Linked DNA regions of Gossypium arboreum: region 2 is linked to region 1. Evidence: chromatin contacts called from public Hi-C data. All regions are on one chromosome and are shown on one strand. The core of a region is the stretch at or near the end of the contact, and the rest is flanking DNA. Distances in the headings are between cores, read along the strand shown.

The links. A called contact is a pair of places that touch in the nucleus more often than the background predicts.
Region 2: a contact with region 1 is called in a Hi-C map of leaf, with 2.2 times the contacts expected there. The contact joins the enhancer-like site here to the promoter of LOC108455134 in region 1. A contact is called at or near these places in 2 of 5 Hi-C or Micro-C datasets (both in leaf).

Annotation. Positions count from the first base shown.
Region 1 is chr7:98,613,368-98,621,210 of ASM2569848v2, reverse strand. LOC108455134 (50S ribosomal protein L19-1, chloroplastic-like) reads left to right here and starts at 5,197. Exons shown (of 5, transcript XM_017753765.2): 1 at 5,197-5,549; 2 at 5,742-5,963; 3 at 6,055-6,141; 4 at 6,242-6,375. The coding sequence starts at 5,370. It overlaps LOC128295309 (a long non-coding RNA gene), which reads left to right and starts at 2,559. Exons shown (of 2, transcript XR_008285668.1): 1 at 2,559-2,636; 2 at 3,189-3,341.
Region 2 is chr7:98,651,304-98,659,146 of ASM2569848v2, reverse strand. It overlaps LOC108457972 (quinolinate synthase, chloroplastic), which reads left to right. Exons shown (of 7, transcript XM_017757199.2): 6 at 1-86; 7 at 165-539. The coding sequence ends at 230. Among protein-coding and RNA genes, the nearest start is that of LOC108457972, 8.5 kb to the left of the region's middle. Within about 2 kb of position 3,591, at least 1 of the 2 cell types and tissues checked has an H3K27ac peak or open chromatin away from gene starts, as enhancers often do. A contact at or near this core is called in leaf, where this site is marked.

The DNA.
Region 1 (7,843 bases), core at 3,948-6,447:
GTTCAACCAATAAGCACATTAACTCACATTTAAATTCTAACCTCTTGATAATCTTGGTAAAATACAATTAGAACACTTGGGATAACAAACCTTACTCCTCACATATTGCATCCAACCCTACACCATACACATACACAAATACGTAAAAAGGGGTCCATATACACACATGTGTTACACCTAAAATGCATCTCATCACATTTTCATTCTAAGGTGCATAATCTAATATCGATTAGCATATCAATTATATCCTACTTAATTTCCTAAATTTTTAAGTGTGAGATTTTTATTGCAGTTCTTATATCTTCATCAAGATGCACAATAAGTCCATATAACACATAAATATTATTCACATGTACAATTCTCCATAATCTCACAAAATCCACATTCCACGTTACTAATAACATTATTGAGGTAATGAGTTGAGAGTTGCTAAGTGGCACTTAGCAGTGCCAACTGCAGACTACCATTGAGGTGGTTAAAAACTTGTATTATTTGGTTTGACAATTTAATGAAGAAAATCTTTGGACCTAGTTATGTATTGTTATATTGAAGATAATTCGGTCTATCTATGGAAACCGATCATCGATATTTGAAGTTTGGGTTGGATTCGTGTGTGTAAATTAAGTCCTTGGAATGTGGACGTGTGATCGAGATAATGCTGTTGATTTTGAATAGCATATCTTTATAAAAAAAATTATATAAGGTTTCAGAAGATGATGTGGTACAATATCAAAGTGTAAGATTTACAATACGTTTGGTTGGATGGAATTGCTTTTCCATTTCGCCCTAATTTCGCGCGCTATAGTATAGCATCCATTTGGTTCACCATTTAGGTGATTCCACGGAATTGCTATTACATGCTCATTCCCTCATCTCACCGTTTAGGTATTCAAGGGTTGGGGGTCTGAATACCTATTCAACACCACACGGTTTAGGTTTTTGGACCAAAATACCCTGCCTCTCTTCTTCCCAAATTTTCTCCAAATTTCTTCCTTCCCAAATCAAGCATCCATTCGTTTTTTTTCTATTATGTGTTGCTCAGGCTGCTCGTAAGTCGGCACCAAAAATGGAATCAGTGTTTTCCCTTGATGTTCTTTGTTGTAGTCTTGATGAATCAATGAGTCTAAAGAATTTTGGGCTCTCTGATGTTTGTCTTGCCACTTTAGCATCTCAAGGTTTGCAAAATTTACTTACTTTTCTCTTTCCTAGTTTTCCCCTTTCATTGCAGTGTTTGAACCATTACTTTTTATTATGTCTATGGAAGATGAACTGATTTTTCACACTTTTTTGAGGGATTTAGAGTTAAAAACCCAGATTCAATCTATTGAATGTGGATTGGATTTTTACCCTTTCGAAAGAGGTTTAAAGTTTATTACCATTTTAGATGATGAATGAGCTTCTATATTGCCATCTTTGTCTTCACAGCTAATCAAAAGGTTGATCACTCTGATTTATCCTTTGGAGAAAATATGTAAGTTTTTGGAGTCTTGAAAGTTCTTTATATTGTATAAAAGCCACTCTCTCTTTTGCTGGTCATTTTTTTATTTCCTTTAGAACTAACTTTGAACCTAAAATTGCAGGTATAATGGAGATAAAGTAAACAACATCAAGGTTACAAATAAGCCTGCTACAGATTCTATAGAAGTAACTAAAGGTAGAGATTACTGACTTTTTGTACACTTTTAAGTTGCCCTTGACAATCCATTATTAGGTTTATGACTAGCAATAGAAGTCTCTAATCAGTGTTATGTTATTTATTTTACACCATGATACATAGCAGAAGGAGAAAATGACCCAAATCAAGTTGAAGTTAAGAGGTCAATATTACAAGTATCCAATGATGGTTATGAAAGTCTTCCTTCGTATATGACTAGTTTAGCATCGTGAGAGGTATGCAGCTCATGCTTTTGGTTTTTGAGGATTCTATTCTAACTAATATTTTAAACATAAAATGCTATGCTAGAGTTGTGCTCTTATGGTTGAGCCACAATGGCGAGAAGGTTTTCAAAGAACTCTTTGCACATTAAATAGGACATGATAAAAATTTTGAAAATAGTAAAAGCAAAATTAAGATGGTAAAAAAACAAAATTACAGCCTGTTGTTGAATTGAAACAATTGCTTCTTGACATTGTGCTATTCAAATGTGTTATGGGGTGAGGGACAGGCTGAGAACAAAAACCAATTTGCATAGTAATGTACAATTCTATTTCTTTTGGGTTATAACTGAATGTATGGAGCCATGTCCCTGGTATGATGCTTAGATTGTTTCCTTCTTGTATGTGAACAATGAACCTGACCTGGTTTAGCTAAGGCATTAGAATGGTGGTATTAACTGATTTAAAGCTTTCTCTTTATAGGTGCTAATAACATGAAATATGCTGAATGTAAAATTCTTGGTTTTTTTTTCTTTTAATTGCGAATTCTATTTAAAGAAAGCATAACCACTGCCTTCTTGGATGATAATCATATAATACAAAATGCTTTCTTCATTTTTATTTTTACCTTTTTTCTTTTGTTGAGGGGCTTTCAGGATCTGTTTGCAACTGTGGAGAAGTTCAACTCAAGTTTGAACAAGAAAGAAAAAGAAAAGGTTATAATTACTTCTACCAAGATGAAATTGAAGCCCTGGGCTTAGGTAATGCACCGCATCCTATTATTTTTCTGTAGTTTGATTATATTTTTTTATATTCCTACGGCTTTTGGTGTAACATTGAACATGGATTTCTGTCTGGTATGATATATTCAGTTTCTTTTTCAAGATTTTCATATACTTAGATGGGTCTTAAGAGGATCATGTCCAGATACGTGTTTTGGGAGGATTATATACTTATACCCATATTCGAATATGCATTGGATGCATGTGCGGATCTGATATTTCAAGAAAAATGTAAAGTTAGAAGCCACATAATCGATATATTCCATTGGTTTAATCGGGAACATTTATTGCCTTGGCAAGTTGTCTTTGTTAGAAGTTAGAACAAAGCATGTCCTACATTAATTATTTGCAATCCGGATATATCCTTAACCAGAGATGGCTTAGAACAAAGCATGTCCTAGATTAATTATTTGCAATCCGGATATATCCTCAACCAGATATGGCCAATTCATTTTGTCTAAACCTCAAACATAGCATGTAAATGGTTAACATCTAAAACCCGAGTTGACAAGTTCTGATTGATGCATACAGGGCCTAAAGGACGAGCTTACTTGTTGCTATTGGTGAGCATGAATCATCTTATTGTGGAGACCACCGGTGGGCGAATTTTTTATTGAGTGTTGTGAATTAGAACCAACCTTTTGTGAATTAGTTCTTTTGTTAATAAAATTCACTGTTAAACAATGATAGGAGGTAATATTGAAGGTTGAATTAATTTGTATTTGAAAACAAATTAAATCTAATTTTTATTTTATGGAAAAAATCTTTTTAAAAACGATAAATGGGTAATTGAAAATATAATCTTAATCCTCATTTAATTCGACATTATTAAAGAAAGAAAGTACAAATTGATGGAATATTTAATAAAAATATTAATTTTAACTTTTATTTATCTTATAAAGGTTAATTTGTACAATTTTTTAATATTAAATGTAAAATGCAATGTAGATTGTAATTATTAAATCGTTAGTAGTGATTTTGCACTTGAAGGAGTGACGCGACAGTGAGCACTTTTCTGACTCCAAATTTGGAAATTGAAAACACACAAAACATAAGAATTATTTACACAATTCGGTTTCTCTATATTTGCGAAACTTAATTTAGTGAGCAATATTCACTCTCTCTAACAATTACAACAAGTAAACTTAACCTATCACATATTTCGTGATAATTCTTCTTACTTTCGAATCTTGAAGAACAATACTTTCGCCATTAAGTTTACCCCTGTGAATTCAACAAGTAAAATTACAACACAACTGATTTTACTAACAATTTGAGCTCTAAGAAAAGTTCCCTAACATAAATAAAATAAGTGCTAAAATTTATCAGTACAAAAACCTATACAAATCTCCCTTAAATAGATCTATATTTGAAACTTACTAACGTAAAAGGTGTATAACAATTCCATTTAAACAATAATATAATAATATATTTAGAATAATAGAGAATAAACTAAATATGGACTCTTGGCAACTAATCTCATTGCATGTCGGTCCAATCTAAATTTCTATATTATAAGAGATTGTCTCGGTGATTTAATTCGATCTAATGATATTTTAGCACATTAAATATGTATTGCTATTTAAAAATAAGAAAGTAGATTATATATTTTATAGTATTATATATTTTGATTTTTTAATTCATATAATAATAATTATATTAAGAATGTTATTAAATTATATTTAATAATAATTATGTTAAAATATGATTAAATTATTTATTATTTTATTAAATTATTTTCAATAACAATCTTATTAAAATTTAATAACAATAACAATAGTCATCTACCTAAAAAATTCGCTAAGGGTATTCTAGTTATTTTAATTTTTTTCCTTTTGCTATTATAACTTTATTTCATTCAACCAAACACAAGAATACTATTACAGTTCTATTCCATTCCATTCAACCAAATAGTTGAATTACTAATTACAACTCCATTCAATTACAGCTCTATTCAATTACAACTCTATTCAATTACAGCCCTATTTCATTACAGTGAACCAAACGTAGCGTTAGTGTTTTATTAACTAGATCAGTTTTGAACAGGTTAGACCACCAGTTTTTAATTCAACTGGTTCGATTGTCGAACCAACAATAATTAAAGAAATAAATAAAATTCATAAAATCTAAAGACATTAAAATAAAAAACCATTAAATTGGTTAAATCTTGATTTTTTTTGTCCCACTTTTTTTTTCTGTTTTTACTAATTTCAAATAATTTTTGAGTCAATTGATTCAATCCTTTTGTTTAGACTATTTATCGATCAATTTAGGTCTGCCTGATCTAGTCTTGTTCTAATAACACTGGTCACATCGTTAAATCTTGACAAAATCCAAGTTCAAATATAAAATAAATCTAATTTTCAAGTTCAAGGATTAAAGTGGATAAAATAGTATAGATACCAAAGTAGACCTAATTGTCAAATTTAGAGACTAAAAATTATATTATCCAAAAATTAATTGTGCATTTAATGAGATGGGCTGGGCTGAGCTTGGCATTCATAGTTAAAGTACTTGGATCAATGCGGTAATTCCCAATCAAACTAGGGGTAATTTTGTCATAACAATTATCGATCATTAAACCCCAGACCGCTCTAGGGAGGGTTTTGAGTTTCGGGGATCGTTGATTTTGCAGGAATTTCGTACTAATTATTTTTTCCATCATTTTCTCCTGTTTTCTCAGCAACCAAACAGGGGTGAGGGGCAGCAATAATGCAGTCGTTCATTAGTGGGATTATCCGCTTGGGTCAAAGACAAGGTTTCTGCAGATGGAACAGTGCACATTTCAAAGCCTCTACCAGAGCTTTTCTGCCTACTCAAAGTAGCAACAGCCTAATCCATGAAACGAACGATTCAATCTCTTCCGAGAATCATCTCCTGCAACTTCTAGGAGTATGGGTTATTTTTCTTTGCTTCAAATTTTTTTGGGTTTTATTGCATAAGTGATTTTCTTGCCTCAAAAGTATATAATTTGATAGTTAAAATGTTGCTAGTCACTTTGTTTCTAATGTTCCGTATAACTTTAATTTTGAGGTAAATTTGGGGGGATTTTTTTTATTAAAGCTTGCAAATTGTTTTAAGCAGACAAGAATTGGATCCCAAACAAAAGAATTGATGTCTCCCAGCAGTTCTGGTGGATGTTTGATTCCAAGTTTGTCTCGATTGGCTGCAATGATGTCTTCATCTTCTAGCAGATATATGACAACAGCTGCCTCACCTACAATGGATTCTTCTGAATCTGTCACTGATGTGCCTACTCGAATTAAATTTAAAAGGCTTGACAAAACTGCCAGGCACATAATGCAGGAAAGTTCCTTTCTCTAATGTTCTTGTTCTTTTTTTATTATTATTTGAATTTCGGACCGGCTAAATGCTAGTATGGTTTATGTACTTGCAGATTGTGGATAAGGAAGCAGTGGAGGAAGTAAAGGGCCAAAGGGAGATACCTGAAATAAAGCCTGGCTACATTGTGCAACTCAAAGTGGTATGATATGTTTCTTAGATTGGAGGTGTTATTATTACATATGATTGTTAATATGTTTTTGAGCAGATTAAGGTAATTGATGTGCTGTTGGTGAGAGCAGGAAGTACCTGAAAACAAGCGACGTGTTTCAACCATAAAAGGTATCGTTATAGCTAGACGTAATGCTGGCCTGAATACAACGTTCCGGATAAGGAGAATGGTTGCCGGAGTTGGGGTTGAATCTCTCTTCCCACTGTAAGTATCATTCATGTTTATGGTCCTCCTAATTCTATTAGGCTTCAAAAGCTTGTTGTTTGTTACTTGACATTGACGTATCAGCTTAGAAAGAAAACATGTTAATGTTTTGTTGGATTACCTGTAAGCAAAATGCAATGAAGTTGCACCGATGTTTATGTAAGAACTTTGAGGTTGACTATATCGATGAAATACTTAGCATTGAGAAATATGGTTATGTATTATGCAGAAGTTATTACTAGAATCTGTATCGTGTAAATTAGGTTTGCTTTGAAACAAATTTTTCCACAAGATATGTTATTGAAGATAAGGGAAAGGAATATCCGTACTTTAGGATATATGTTATTAAAGATATGGGAATTTGGGAAAAGCATATCTATCACATAACTCACTATAAAAGTGTTTGCTTCAATGTTGTTTCCAAGAGCTGTGCTCTTGTATGATTTCATTGCTGCTAGAGGTGTATCACAAAGTGTGAATAATGAAGGTTTCTGGTAGTTCATGCTGATATTCAATTTCCTCAAGTTTTATTTACATAGTTATTTCAAGCATGAGTGTGTTATAGGCTGAACCTGTTTAGGAAAGGCCATTGATTTTGATTTTTTAATTAAGGCTTAGGTAGTGCTTTTATTTTTGTTCAAGGTTCAAACCTTAGGGTTTTCTTTTTTCTGTTGTGCTTTTATTTCAGTTGATTTATTTATTTTCTAGAATAAGGTTCCTATTTATCTAATAAGACTTGTCCTTAGGACATATTAAACCTAAGCAGAATTTCTATAAAAACCCTAAAGAGATTTTGGTCTCTCTCTAAAGAGTCCTAAGGTTTTAGTCTCCCTTTGAAGAGTTAAACTATCAATCACAATAAATTGTTACAGGAATTGAGATAAAGGGAGGACAATCGACTTTAATTTTCCCATCGATCACGCTGTGACTCAATCTTGTTTGTGTATTCATAACAATTTGGTACCAAAGCCAATCACAATAGGCAATGATGTACTATCATAACAATTTGGTACCAAAGCCCATCACAATAGGCAATGATGTACTATCATAACAATTTCGTACCAAAGCCTACCACAACAGGCAACGATGTACTATGTTGTTACAAGAAGAGCAAGCTATGTCAGAATCCCTGTTGAAGCTAGGTTTACCAAGCTAAAAGGCTGTGTAGACAACCACCTTCAGCAAATGACTCTACAATTCTAGGAACAGATGAAAACCCTCTTCCACTAACAAATCAGAACCCTAATTTATTATTTGGGTAAAGCAATAATTGGGGATGGTAGTGCAAGTAGTATTGCAACTGGACTAGACCAAGCGCCTTTCCTACTGGCTGTTGGAGGTGGCAGGGTGCCGCCACTGCAAGGTGGTGTCATTTCACCAATTGGGGGAGCTGTTTCTAGGTATTCAAAATTGGATTTCTCTACTTTCAATGGGTCGAGTCCTTTGATCTAGTTGCGTGGGTGCAAAC
Region 2 (7,843 bases), core at 2,342-4,841, 40 kb before region 1:
CCGAACGATTCAAGTCGCAAACCCCGCAAGGAAAATCTATTGCAGATGTTGGATGTCAGCCTATACTGCATATGAGACACTTTCAGGTTAGCATTTGCTCTCTTTTTTGTACTTTTTCATCCAAGGTTCACTGATTCATCCTAATATGATTCTTACTTAACCAGGCAAAGAAAGAACTGTCAGAGGAACTTGTCTACCAGGTTCTTGGTTCACACGGTAATGGGAAATAGGTGTAGCTAACCTGAGCTGGTAAATGAACTGTAACCGGGTTTTGATTGGGGATATTGAATCCACCTGTGGTTCACAACAAAGTTTTAACGTACAATTTCAGTGATAGATTCTTTACTTCATTAGCCGAAGTTGCTTAAAATAAGATTGAGGTGTTGAGCTCAGTGCTAGCTTTTACAGGTAATTAAATGGATTCAATCCTGATTTATTTTATAGAGATTGTATCCCCGTTAGTTTACAGGGAAGAAATCATCTTCAAGACTAATTCTTATAAAAATAACTTAATACCCTTACAATTCTATTCAATTAAACTCTCGAGCTAATTTTTCCTTCCATATCATTTTGATCTGAAATTTCAGACACTTTTTAAGGGCATTCTGTATGAACCGGATTATGTTTGTGTAAGCGTGTGGGGATTGGATTAATTAGTTGGACCGTGTGTGTATGTATTTGTCCATATTCGAGGATGTGATTAGTGTTTTTGAAATAAAATTGAATTGGTTAGTCAGATTAATTGGATTAAGAATCGGTTTATATATTGGTTTTAGCGAAGGGGTTAAATTGATTAAATTTAAAACTGTTTGAAGTAATAAAACTCAAAATTTGAGATAAAAATAAACAGTTGAATTGATTTAATAATTTAATTTTAATTAATTAATTAATTATTGTTCAAGTAACCAATTGAACTGTTTAGATCATCCTTTTAAAAGGAAATAAGAAAAGAAAGGTTGTAGTTCTTACCCATTCGATGTCACATCACCATGCTAATATTAATTAAAAGATGTAAGTTGTGACAGCTAATCTTATGATATGGTGATTTTTAAAATTTTGAAATTTAATCAGATTGACTCCAACTATCGTTTATAGCATCAACAAGTTCTTGCTCTTAAAACACACAAATTATAGAAGTTCATCGATGGCTCTATTGTTCCACCTCCTCAGTACAAATGGTCTGGCAAGTTTGAGCACTTTGAGTAGCAAGACAGTGCACTTGCCTCATCTTTATTATCCTCTACAAGTCAAAAGTGTTTTTCCTTATTTGATTGGGCATGATTCTACATATCAGATTTGGCAGACGTTGAGCAATATACACAGTAGTGAGATCATGCTCAAGTTATTTTATATAGGATTGCTTTGCGTTCTCAGCATAAAGGTGACTTGTTTGTGAAAGGATTTTTAATGAAGAGCAAGACACTTTTGTGATAAGTTGGTTTGTTGCGCAGAGTTTATTAGTGTACACGAACAAATCACAGCCATGCTTAATGGGCTTCCACCAGAATTGCAAACCAAGTACCCTATGGTATTCAAGGAGTTACCACAATTTTATTAGATGTTGAAGTTAGGCAATAGAATTTGATGATGGAAGTTAATGCTTTTGCTCATGCAACTGTCCAAAAACAACCATGTGGTGATATTAGTCTTTCATGCCAACTTTATTCACGGTTAGGACCTCATTCAAGAACAATCAAGTTGAAAATGCATCGAGCAGAGAAAATTACAAACAAATACTAGTTCATGTGCATCGTGTTATCCCTTAAAATTCAAACTCTTAAGGTGACAAACAACTTCAGTAATGCGACACCAAGAGTCTGGTGTCACGACCTGGAGGACAACATCAAGGCTTCTTCACGTTATTTCCTTAGGCACTTTCCACACAAGCTAATATTAATCGTTAAACTTCAAAAGACAAGATTTTTCCATTTTGGTCATAAAATACACAAAACACACATAATTAAATACTAAGGTGAAAATTTAATAACTATTAAAAATAACAAAATAAAACCATAAAATGATTAAACGCAAGCTCATTAAGTGTCAAAAAGAACTTAATTTACCATATCAATTTATGGTAGATCAATTCCTTTTTGTCAGTCTTAATCACAATAGCCATGGTTAAACATTCACCAATTTCAATTTGTTTTGATGCTTTCACAAACACAACTAAACTTTCCATGACAGCTTTCCCTTTGTTGACAAATTGTAGTCCACCTCTTACTAGATCTATTCTACCAAAGGAAAGTATTTCATCTAATTTATTACTCCCAACTTTGAATTTCTCTAGAAGCAATTTAGTTTCAACCAACTCTTTCTTTGTATTGACAAGATTGTCTAACTCTTCCGTCAGAAAAGACTCCTTAGCTTTAACATGTTTGATCAACTTTCTGTTTTCTTCCTTCAGTTGAGCATTCTCTTGTGACAATTGAGTGTTCATGTAACACCCCAAACCCGGCCTAGACGTTATGGCCGAATTAGTAGGTGTCACAAGGAATGGGTTTTGAAACGTAATCATCACGACCAAGCCTTTTTAATTTTCAATCTCAATTTGCTTATATCCATTGTCAAAATGTTATTTACTTAGTTAATTTGTCTTAAAAATTGATTTGTAAAACCATTTAACTTCAAAAACCTAGTTCATATTTTCAGAAAACTTTGATCAACAGTCAAAAATCATAAAGTCCAGAGAGTTCCGGAATTGACAAACTCTCCAAATAAAGTCAAAATTGTAAATAAAAGCCATAAACAATAACTTTAAGCAGTTTTACGGAAGAGTGGTCATCGCTGAGTCTCTGCTACACCAATCCGCCTAAGTCTGTAGATTACCTGACAAAATAGACAAACAGAAGTGAGTTTACGTAAACTCAGTGTGTAACCAAACATAATTAAGCATGCAAACACACAAATTTATAAACACAGTCAGGAGCAGATATGGTTTCAGATTCAGAATCAGATCCAGAAGCAGACATGCATAAATCCTACCCTCATCCTCTACATACAATCTCTGGTCATCCCATCACACCATGTGGGGTTAAAAACACTCACCCATCTCTACACACCAACTTGTGCCATTAAGACACGTATCAAATTATATGCAGCCATCCTGCCAGAGTATAGGCGATTAACTCCTATTAGAATACGTCCTCCTCAAATAAAAATCCCACCCCAAATCAGCTACAGAAAATCAAATACAAAATTATCAAATTAAACATGCTCGGCATGCTTTTAAACAAATAACAGATATACATGTGGCAGTATAGTCATACATACATTTAGTATACTATTCAAATCATTCTATCAGAATAGCATAACATCTAAAAAGGTTTAAATAGCCCTTACCGACCCTACAATAGGCCCACAGTGGATCGGAGCGACCTGTGCGACCCTAGGGAAGATTTCAGAATTATGAGCCCACATGCCCGTGTGGGCCCACACGCTTGTGTGGCCTACACTCGCAGGTTAGCCTTGCCCGTGTGGCCCACACAGCCTGGCCCAAAATCCACAAGCTCGTGTGTCATGCCTGTGTGGGCCCACACGCCCAACTTGGCTAAACCGTGTGGCTCACACTACTACACTCGAGCCACCACACGGCTGTGTGCTGTGCACGGCCATGACTTCGTCAATCGCACGATCGTGTTCTTGCACACGGGTGACTACACACGCCCGTGTGGCCTTGGCAGTAAGGTTTTTCGACTTTTACCAACACTCTTTTTTCTGCATTTCAAGTACACACCTGGTACCATTTCATTGTAAAAACACTCTTGAACCTTCCAAAGCCTAAAAACAAAATACCGAACAACGATTTAGCAGATTGACTAATGAATTCGATAACAAGGAAGTAACACGAAACTAACTTATCGTCAATGAGCGAAAATCACCAATACGAACTAAACTGTAGTGACAAAATCCACAGCCTCACGATCTTCTCCAACATAATAGACACTCACTAAGATTATTTTCCCAAACCATAAAATACTAACACCCATTTAAAAGAACGAATGCTACAAGATGAATCTACAACTTACCAAGATAAATGATACACTGAGTCCCAAGGATAAAAGCGAACGATTGGTTGAACAAAAAGGGAAGAAAACAAACGTAAAAGAAAATGCAGAAAGAGGAAGCAGAAATGTCAGAGAGTTTGGATGAGAGAGAAAACGAAATTTGAAAACAAAAATAAAAAATAAAATATTTCGATAACCCCTCAAATCCTAAGTCCCCACTATCCCACTACATCTCAACCACCTCAGAATCCCAACTCCACCGAAATACTTGCCCATAACCGAGCCAAAAATAACATCTACGCTCGCCCGAAAATTTAAACTCAGGACCTCCAACACACCAACTCCTTGCCACTCGAACCAACAGGCTTATTCTGATATAATTTAACAGACAAATTAATATAAGCCCACTGACCAAAGATAGGGCTTAGATCCCAAAAAAAAAAAAATTTAGCAAATGTGAGACTTGAACCCAAGACCTCACACACACACCCAGAACACTTAACCATTGAAGCAGATAGACAGTTGTGTTGAATATTTATAGAAACATAAATATATTTTTTTCAGGGCGTTACAGTTCAACTCACATACTTGTTCCCATTTACTCAACATGGTTTTATATGTTTTTAGAAATTCCCTATCAGAACCTTTATCAAAATCATCATCAGTCTCAGAATCAGAAACCACACTTGAAGCAAAGACTACATAGTTATTCACTTGATCCTCATTAGACTCAAAATTGTTAGAAGTGTTTTCATCACTCCACAGAGCACACAACACCTTCTTTTTTTTCTTAAGAGTGTTAGCACACTCAGCTTGAATATGACCATATCCAAGGCATTCATGACACTAAATGCCCTTCTTCTATTCTTTCTCATTCTCCTCTTCGATAGCAACACATTTGCTCTTGTTCTTGGAGTGCTTTTTGATGTTTTAAACTTCTTAAACCTCTTAACTTGATTTTTAAAAGCTTTATTAAATTTCTGAGTAAGTAGAATGATCTTGCATTCTTAAGGTTTCAAACTTGGTGGTTGGCATGCATCTTGCATTGTTTGATAATATATGTTCCCCGTGAGCAGTTTAGAGAATTTTCTAAGCTTCCTTTGCAATAATGCACTTGGAAATACATTTGAAATCTTGCATGTCAATACCATAAAATATAACATATATGGCCTTAAAGCTTGCATTAACAACTCTCTCTTACTTAGTAGTCCATTCAACCTCAAGCTTAGGAACCTGTCCAACATCAGAATTACCGGCAGAGGCTTGCCAACCAATGTGAATAAAATGCCATGCTCTCTTATCAACAGACTTAGAATAAGCTTTGATTATAGCCTTCCAGTAGCGATAATTACCATTCTCAAGTATAAGGGGACGATAATTGAATAACCTTCTATTATAAACAAATAATAGCACTAGGATTCACCACTAGACATGTTAAGTGTCTGCTCTGATATCAATTGTTGCTACTTTAAGTTACTTGTTTGCTGAAATGAATGTAATGGATTTGCAAGAAAGTAGTGGCCATTATGGCTTAGCACTGCGAAAACTGTGTAAACAAAATTACAAAGAACATCAAGGTTTGTTTACGCAGTTCTGTTTTCCTACATCTGCGAAGCTTAGCTCAACAAGTAATTTCACTATCTTTAATCCACAATACAAAAAATGATTCACACTCTACCATTCCTCAAGTACAGAGATCTCATATTTGTACCTAAAGACTAGAACACTCACCTCCAAATCCTCCCCTTAGGAACTTGGACAATAAATACTCAACAGCGTTTACAATAACAATTTGCACTCTCTTACAAAAATAGTTCCTCAAATGGACAAATTAGAATGCACTCAATAAACTCTCTTACAAAACTTAGACAAGCCTCAAAACATATATTAATTTCGGCTTGCTAACGTAGAAGCTAAGTGAATACAAAGTAACTTCGAAAATAACTATTATATCATTAACATTCAAAACACAATCAATCGAAGATATGATCTCCAAATCAACAACTCAATCTCAATCAATTTTTTACATTCCAAGAGTTGAATTGATTCACCTAAAACCAATCCAATCTTCAAAAGCCAAGGATTGGTTTCTATAAATAGACCATAATATCTTCAAAATAACAACACATTAACTGGACTATAGATTTTCTTCATTAAATTACCAATCCAAATAAGGCAAGTAATAAAATGGCTCAATGGCAACTTTTAGTGGGCATTGCAAAGTGCCAATCAGCTACATTCTCCACATCTTGCCTCAATAACTATCATTGCTTGGATCTTTTAGGTAATATATATATATATATATATATATATATAGACATGTTACATTTGTTAAACATGCATTTCCCTTTACTTAGCCTTCATTACTATCTCAATCTACACTTAGTAAGCTATTCCTGTTGGAAAAAATCCAGTTTGAAAATAGTTTTCTTGCATAGCGAAAAATAAAAATTTTGAAAATCAACCTGGTTTTTTATATTTGTAGCAATAAACCTTAGACCGAATTCGTACCTATGTTTTCAGATAGACAAATCCTCGTCGTTCCTAACTTTCAACCAAACGATCTTCCCTGCTATTCTCATACCACGAACTGCTTCGAGTGTGGACTCGAACAAATTGAATCAAACACAAAACTAGAAATATTTTCTTTACTCTCAGTGGGAAAGTAAATCTCTCTTAAATAGAAATCGGTAGAATTGCAATTCCTAGAAAATAGAATTTATTCTTAAAATAAATTACCACTATTTTCTACCAGAATAGCAATATTGAAAACTTTAGATAAACTAATATTTTTATCTTTCTGTTGGTGTAATTTGAAGTCTACTAGTACTGTAATGACCCGAATTTTACCGTTACCGAAAAAGTGTATTTTTGGGTCTCCATTTCTGAAAAATGGATTAGTAAATATTTATTAAAAATATTTACAAATTTAATCGAGTGGTTAATTAGAGTTTAATTAAGTGAACTAGCTTAAATTAAGGATAATTGGATAATGAAGTGTGAAAGTTTAATTATAGAATAAAGAAAATTGAAAGGACTAAATAAGTAAATAAGCCAAAAAGAGCGCTAAGTATATGGCAAAAATAAAATACAAATGTAACAAATATAATACACACATTTGTAATACATGTATGTATTTGCTTATTATTTAAGTAAATATTAGTGTATTTATTATTATTAAATTAATATTATATGATAAATAAATAAAAGTAAGACAAATGTGTGGTAATGATTGGGTACAAGTGTATTAATAAAAATAAAAAATAAAAATACATACACTTGTAATGCTTGTATTTAAGTATTAATAGATATTAATTATTTATAAAAGGTATTTATTAATTAAATAATTATATTATAAGATTTTATGTGAAAAATAAATAAAAGTTGACAAGTGTATGATATGTATAGTGAAATGTGTAATATTAGTATATGTACATTTGTAAAATACATGTATATTTACTTATTATATAAGTATATTATTAAATTATATATTATTATTAAGTAAAAGATATTTATATAATAAATACATTACTGAAAGACAAGTGTAATATTATAAATGGATACAAATGTTAAAAGAATATTTGTTATTAAATAGATTTTTATAATAGATAATTATTAGGTTATTATATATATATATATATATATAATGGTTTAATGAAATAAAGAAAAAAATAGAAATAGAAACAGAATAGGCAAAGCGAAAAGCAGGGAAAAAAAGAAAGAAAGGAGAAAAGAAAGAAGAAAGGGAAAATTGAAAGTTTGACGCTTGAAACTTAAATAGGTAAGTCAATTTAGCCCATTTTACTTAATTTTTATGTTTTAGAAACTTTAGAACA